Regions from separate parts of the Gossypium hirsutum genome. Here region 2 is linked to region 1. The links are chromatin contacts, called in public Hi-C maps. All regions are on one chromosome and are shown on one strand. The core of a region is the stretch at or near the end of the contact, and the rest is flanking DNA. Distances in the headings are between cores, read along the strand shown. Region 1 overlaps LOC121216750 (isochorismate synthase 2, chloroplastic). Region 2 holds the start of LOC107903992 (ethylene receptor).

Region 1 (3,620 bases), core at 277-2,776:
CCCGTAACCATTTTCCATTACGTCTGTAACGGAAAGCTGACTTGTCATCCCAAGGTGTAAACGACTCCAATTTAAGAACCTTAGCTGGGTTGGGCAGAAGAAGAATAAGAGAAGAAAAGGATATGTCGGCCGTGATTCTGTCTCTGTAGCTTTAGCCGTCCATTGCAGCAACCACTGTTTATGATTGTCAGTAAGCCTAGAAACTTTCTAAGTTTGACAACAACATTCCTTTTGAACTTGTAAACCCCAAAGTCACCTTAGATTTTTCAAAATCAACACCGAAACCTCTAGATCTAAGCCTGAATCCTACGGTTTCTAGCACTTTAACCACTACATTCTCATATAAAACATTTCAAGTTTCCTTTTCAATTGTTGTTTTGGGGTGTTTTTAGTAGTTGCCGACTTATGACGCATTTCCTCTCCTTTTCTTATTCCCTCTTTAGTTCCAAATCTTAATAGCTGAATAGAATCTACTTCAGCTTGGTGTATGCCATTGCTCACCTTTTCATTTGCTTTTCTCTATTGTTTTCTTATTCTTTTTTTGTTCATTTCATGGGGGCTTTTGGTTTTGACCAACCAAGATAGAAGCCTCTTTCTTGACCATGTTGTTTGCTTATAGGATTCCTTTTTAGGATTATTTTATCATCTCTTTTGATTGGCTCTTTTAATTAAGGTATTATTGCTATAATATGTATTACTAACTTTACTATGAGTTGTTTTGGGGCTTCCCATTTAAGTATGGGAAAGGGAAAAGGGTTTTACTTGAGATTTGTCGCTCTATTGTTTATATTCACTTTTTCTTGTATGTATAATTGTATTACCAATGACAATTGGTTCATTGGATTTCAAATTCAAAATTCTCTGCTAAAAAAATCATTTCAACTACAATCTTAGATCTTAGATTTCAAGTTTCCAACTTCCTTTAAGAAAATCTCTCTTTATTCCCCTCCCCCAAATTGAAACCCTTCAGCTCCTCATGTCTAACGTGACAAATTAACTGGCCATGTCACTTGTTCCGTTAGGCCTACAATAGAAAATGTTACTGGGTGACTAATTTGTTACTTTTTGATAACGTTAGTAACTGGTTTGTTATTTTTTTAAAATTTAGTGGTTGAGTTGTAACTTTTCAAAGTTCAATGACTGTTTTGTTATTTTAATCTAAGTTGAGTAATTGTCAATATACTTTACCCTACTTTAAACACAATTTACCACAAGTCATCCAACAACAAGGTATTAATATTTATTTGGGTTGTTGCACTGATGTCTGTGAGCACAAGTTGTTATCATCCTTTTTGGATGTCGACCGACTTCTTCTCAACGATTTGTGATTCAAAAATGCACTTAAGTTATATATAGGAGTTACTTTTTATCCTTTGATCTAGTTTAAGGTCTTGGGTACGAACATGGGGAGCTGCACTTTTAAGTGACAAAATCTTGAATGATTAATGGACGCTTAAAGAAGATAATACCGGTTTATGGACACGTGGGTACGAATCATAGCACAAGAAAATTAGTGTACCATGATTGTAAATAGAACTCCTATATGGGGTGATCTTAGGTTCTAAACAAAGGAAGTGCACCTTTAGGTGATAAATCTTTGAAGAGTTGGTGGGCATCTATAGAAGATAATATCGAACCTTACCAATTGACACGTCATTACACTATTTATGAAATATTACGAAAGAAAATCAAACTTTAAGTGCTTTAATTAAATTATTCACACAAATTTTAAAAACTTGTTAATTGATAAACAAAAAGAAACCAAATCTCCAGACGTACTGAATCATATATTTCTTCCCTAAATCACTAACCCTGTTAATAAATGATTTCCAAATTCTCAACTTTTGATTGCCGAGGAACCTCCGGTTGAAGCAACTTGGTGCACTGCATGCAGAATCAAAAGCACTCCCACAATCACTTAGAAGGCATACACTACAGAAAAACGTTAAATACCATGTTACCCGGACTCTTAATTGCTATATTTCAATATGAGTATGAAAGTATGCTAAACGCTTGGAAAAAGAATAAACATACTCATATTGAATGCTCGCTCTCAAGTCCAAAGAACACGGCTTGACATACAAATCAGATGTATGAGCATTCGATGTCGCATCCATGTGGAAGCAAAGATATAAAATTCACAAGGACAAAAATCCGTTTACACTCACCTGAGATGTCTTGAGTTCTAGTTCATCCCATTCTGACGAGGGATTGCTGCCTTCTACTATCCCAGCTCCGGCGTATATCAATGCTCCGGAATCCTATCAACTTAAACTGTCAAATATTTTGGTGGCAGCATAAAAGCTTTCTTACAACAATTTAAAATGATTAAATTGAGTCACTACAAGTATAATAAGGTGATAATCTAGCTGGAGGTCATTGAAAAAGGAAAGCATTGATGTGGAATAGTATGAAGCTTTGATGATACTTCAATGCTCACTCAAAAGTCAAGCATGCTTTAGTAGAGGTCATTATTTAATTAGCTCACCATTTCCACTAATGCTGACCTTATACCAACTGCAAACTCACTTTCTCCTCCTCCAAACCAACCAACTGGTCCAGCATACATCCCTCGGTCAAACATTTCTGAAGGCAGAAAAGTTTAAGAAATGAGTATAGCAGCCATCAAACGGTTTTGTTCTGTAAGAGAATGGTAATTGGCAGTCTAAGTTTTTAGACAGATCATTTTCCATAGATCACTAAACAATGAACATATGGAGCACAAGATGTCAAGCTGTCAAACTTAAGGAGGAATTCAACATTTCTTTAGAACCGAGTTTTCAATTTCCTTAGATATCCGTGTCCAGTTTATATATTCAAATAGAGATGCAAGGTTAGAAATCTCCAAATATTTGAAAAAACTTTTAAAAGTCGAGTATATCTGTGTCGAAGACATACTCCTATCCCACGCTTATCCTAAGTAACATGGCTGTAGAAGAACAAACAAAAACAGTATATATAATCTGTAAGGATACCACATACCAGTTTCTGAAATGAAGAGGCGTGCAGCTTCTTTTGGAAGTCCACAAACTGCTGGAGTTGGGTGGAGAGAAGACAAGATTTCAAACTGCACAGGAACGTAGGAACACAAAATATATCACAACAGCAAAGCTATAGAGAAAACTACCGCCCAGATCTTTGACAAATTAGTAGTCTATGTATTGAGACTACTACAGCTAACTACTCATTCTAGAATCAACAACAGTTAAGAGTATGGAACTTTAATAAAACAGTTTATTCAGACTGACATATTAGATCATGCAACAAAAATTTATTAGAGCTCTGATGGAGTTCTCGTTATTTGACATATGAAACTTATAATGAAATTACCTCATCATCTTCCCTTCTCAGGTTACCAGTCAACTGGGCATATAAATGTTGAATTCTTGGAAGTTTTCGTACCGTTTTCTTTGGCTCAACAACAACTCTATCACATACAGACTGTGAAGCAGAAAAGAGTAAAACAATCACTTTATTTTCAGGTAAAACAGAGGCTTCCGTTCAAACTCTGAGATGAAAACTTGATATTCTTTATATTTTATAGACATATTTAAAAATTATATGAAAAGCCTTTTGATTTAAAGCATTTTAGGAAACTTAAACAATAAATATACACAGAA
Region 2 (3,414 bases), core at 395-2,894, 770 kb after region 1:
TTTTTTTAACTTCATGAATTATTTATTTATTTTATTATTTTCCATATGTAATTATTTTATTGAGTTATTTAAATAATAAATTATATCTTATTAAAAATATTTCACATTTGAAATTTCACATCATCCTGTTAATTTTTTTAACCGTACTTTTAACAAATATGTTAAAAAAACAAATTGAAAAAAGAAAGGTTAATGGTAAAAATATGCTCAAAAATACAATTAAAACTATTTTGACAAAATATATAAATATTAGTGGCCAAATTTATTATTATATATATTTTTATATAAAAAGTCGAAGTGTTAATAAACAAGTATTCATTACCAGAAAAAGGTTTTTTTTTCTTGGAATGAGGAAAAAAAGGTATCTTTCAATCATTAATATATGATTTTCAATTACGCCATGTAATGGAATTATTAGTTTAAATATAATTTTTATATTATTAAAACAATAAACTGAATACAAATTAAATTTATTTTAGTTTTTTATTTTTTAAAGGTTTAAGAGTGTAAAAAGTCTTCAAAATTTTTAAAAAATGTAATTAAGCTTTTTTTCACTCAATTAAGCACTTGATCTTTCAAAATGCATCAAAAAGGCCTTCAAACTTCTTCAAAAAAAAATTAAACCACTTAATTAAGTACTTGAATTTTCAAAATGCATAAAAAAGACACTGAAAAGTTTTCTTTTCAATAAAGTAATTAAGCTCTTGCTCTCATTAAAAATTAAAATTTTTTTTATAAAAATCGTAAAAAAATTAAAAATTGTAAAATTTTATAAATATCATAAAAAATATAAAATGCATCAAAAAATCCCTTTAACAATTAACTTTAACTGTTGATTGTTAAAGTCAACGATCCCTAGTTTTTTTCAATTAAAGTCATCACACAGCGTGACATGTGGCGAAAAATGATAAAAAAATAAAAATCAATAAAAGTTATAGAAAAATTATAAAATGTATCTTTTGGTATGATAGTTTATATAGTTTTCTTACGACTTTATAAAATTTTGTATTTCTATATATTTTTTATAATTTTTATGATATTTATAAAATTTTACAATTTTTTTTATATTTTTACGATTTTTATATTTTTTTTCTAATTTTTAATATTTAAAATTTTTATTAAAATTTAATAATATTTATAGTTTTTATTGATATTAATTTTTTATAATTTTTTTTCTAATTTTTAATAAAAGCAGGGGCTTAATTATTTTTTTGAAAAAAATTGAGGGTCTTTTTGATGCATTTTGAAAGTTCAAGTACCCAATTGGGAGAAAAAATAAGGACTGAATTGATTTTTTTGAAAAGATTTGAGAGCTTTTTTGATGCATTTTAAAAGTTCAAGTACTCAAATGAGTGTAAAAAAAAAGGGACTTAATTACTTTTTCTGAAAAAATTTGAGGACTTTTTGCACAATTAAATCCTTTTTTAAAATCATCTGATTATCCATGGTCTTGTGATATTTACACGTAGAAGTGAAGAAATACAAGCTGTCATCCATGTTGGATTCCTGTAACTAAGATTGATAAAGCTACGCGTCTGTGACGATCAATTTACTCTCCACCGTAGATTGAGTAATGGTAACTCGAAACCGCCTTGATTAGGCCGTCAGTCACGAAAACAAGCCTCACAGTGTGGTAATATCATCGTTATGAGGCATGTTAGGTTCTGGTGTCTACTTTCCACTCCCTAAATTGAAGGGAAAACAAAGGCAAACGAACCCCCACCAAATAACACAGATCGTCAAAGCTTGTCTGAATGGAAAGTATTTGCAATTGAACTGCCCCAAAACGAAAATCAACAAGGTTATTTGCTCTTAAATTTTCCTTTCCAATTTATTTATTTTCATGTTTCTTAATTTTTCTACCTTCCTTTTTCTTTTGGATTAATTTGGGCATCTGATTGTCGGTGAATTTTTTTTTATGTTCATTCAAGAAGTTTTACTAGCTTGATTGATTTTTTTGGGTAAGTTTTGTTTTTGGAAATTTGATTTATTTAAAAAAAAGCCCTTTAAATTGGTCTTTTTTCCTGCATTTTCCCTGTCTCTGGATTTCTCAGGTCAATGCTTTTTCTTCTCAAATTAAATAAAAGATTTTTTTTAAAAAAAGTTAAAGGGATTGGATAATATGTGTAAAGTTAGCTTTGATTTACTATAAATATGATTTTTTTTGTTTAAATCTTATATTAAAGTTGAGCCTTTCCTTTTATTGCCAATTGGTTTTAGGCTGAATGCTTAATTATATATATTGCTTTATCATTTCAAGATATAGTTCCATTTTATATTGTTTCAACTGGTTGTGGCACTTAGTTATGGCTTTTTAGTATATTAATTGTTGTTAGTGATTTATGTAGAATGCATGATTTTAGTGGGTTCTACTTGTTTTTTCCCCCCCTCTTTTTTTACCTCTCTTTGTTTGTTGGATGGAACCTTTTATTTTAAATTCTTTTAGTATTTGTTATTGTAAAATTTACATTATGAGAAATGATTTCCCTTTGTGCGAATTCATCGTGTCTTTCATTGTTTAATCGATAATTTAGTGCATGTTAGTGAAGTGTCTTTGTTGTGCTTTTATTTCTCCGCTTAAACTTAACTATTTTGCTTAATTTCGAATTTCTTTATTGTTTATGCTTAAAGACCATGTTTGGTAAGCAAGAAAGTGGGAGGAAAGTTGGTAGCATTATATGGATCTTATTGATGCGGCTGATACTAACAATAGTATATAGTCGTAAATTTTATCGCGTTGCATTTGGTGTACATATGATTAAATGCAACTTTTTAGGGTAGAACCCATGGAACTAAGGGGTATCAAATACACCATCCTATCTCATGAGATAAAAGGTACTTCTTTCGTTTCAATATGATCGTGTCATCTGGTCTTACATATTGCATTTCCCTCTTGGAGAATGCCAATGTTGTATGTTCTTATTCTCTCTTTGTTTTTATGTTGTAAACCAAGTGGGTTTTTGAAATGTTAATAATATACATGTCCCATCAGGTATGTGAAGAAGCAGCAAGAGCTTTGGTGATTCAATTGGATGGAGTCTTGCAACTGTATCGAGCCACAATGGCCTCCGGATGACCTGTTGATGAAATATCAATATATTTCTGATTTCTTCATTGCACTTGCTTATTTCTCGATCCCCTTAGAGCTTATATACTTCGTCAAAAAATCTGCTGTCTTTCCATATAGATGGGTCCTCGTGCAGTTTGGTGCTTTTATAGTACTTTGTGGTGCAACTCATCTTATTAACTTGTGGACTTTTACGGTGCATTCAAGAACCGTGGCATCAGTAATGACTACTGCAAAAGTTTTGACTGCTGCTGTATCGTGCATAACTGCCTTGATGCTTGTACATATCATTCCTGATCTATTGAGTGTAAAAACTAGGGAGTTGTTTTTGAAGAATAAGGCTGCCG

What was found. A called contact is a pair of places that touch in the nucleus more often than the background predicts.
Region 2: a Hi-C map of callus shows a contact between it and region 1, with 2.4 times the contacts expected there. The contact joins the promoter of LOC107903992 here to the enhancer-like site in region 1. A contact is called at or near these places in 2 of 34 Hi-C or Micro-C datasets (callus and leaf).

What each region holds. Positions count from the first base shown.
Region 1 is chrD05:53,222,780-53,226,399 of Gossypium_hirsutum_v2.1, forward strand. It overlaps LOC121216750 (isochorismate synthase 2, chloroplastic), which reads right to left. Exons shown (of 14, transcript XM_041092149.1): 10 at 3,331-3,441; 11 at 2,983-3,067; 12 at 2,489-2,586; 13 at 2,169-2,261; 14 at 1,684-1,932. The coding sequence ends at 1,915. Among protein-coding and RNA genes, the nearest start is that of LOC121216749, 3.1 kb to the left of the region's middle. Within about 2 kb of position 1,527, at least 2 of the 9 cell types and tissues checked have an H3K27ac peak or open chromatin away from gene starts, as enhancers often do.
Region 2 is chrD05:53,994,484-53,997,897 of Gossypium_hirsutum_v2.1, forward strand. It overlaps LOC107903992 (ethylene receptor), which reads left to right and starts at 1,645. Exons shown (of 7, transcript XM_016830236.2): 1 at 1,645-1,801; 2 at 2,993-3,414. The coding sequence starts at 3,033.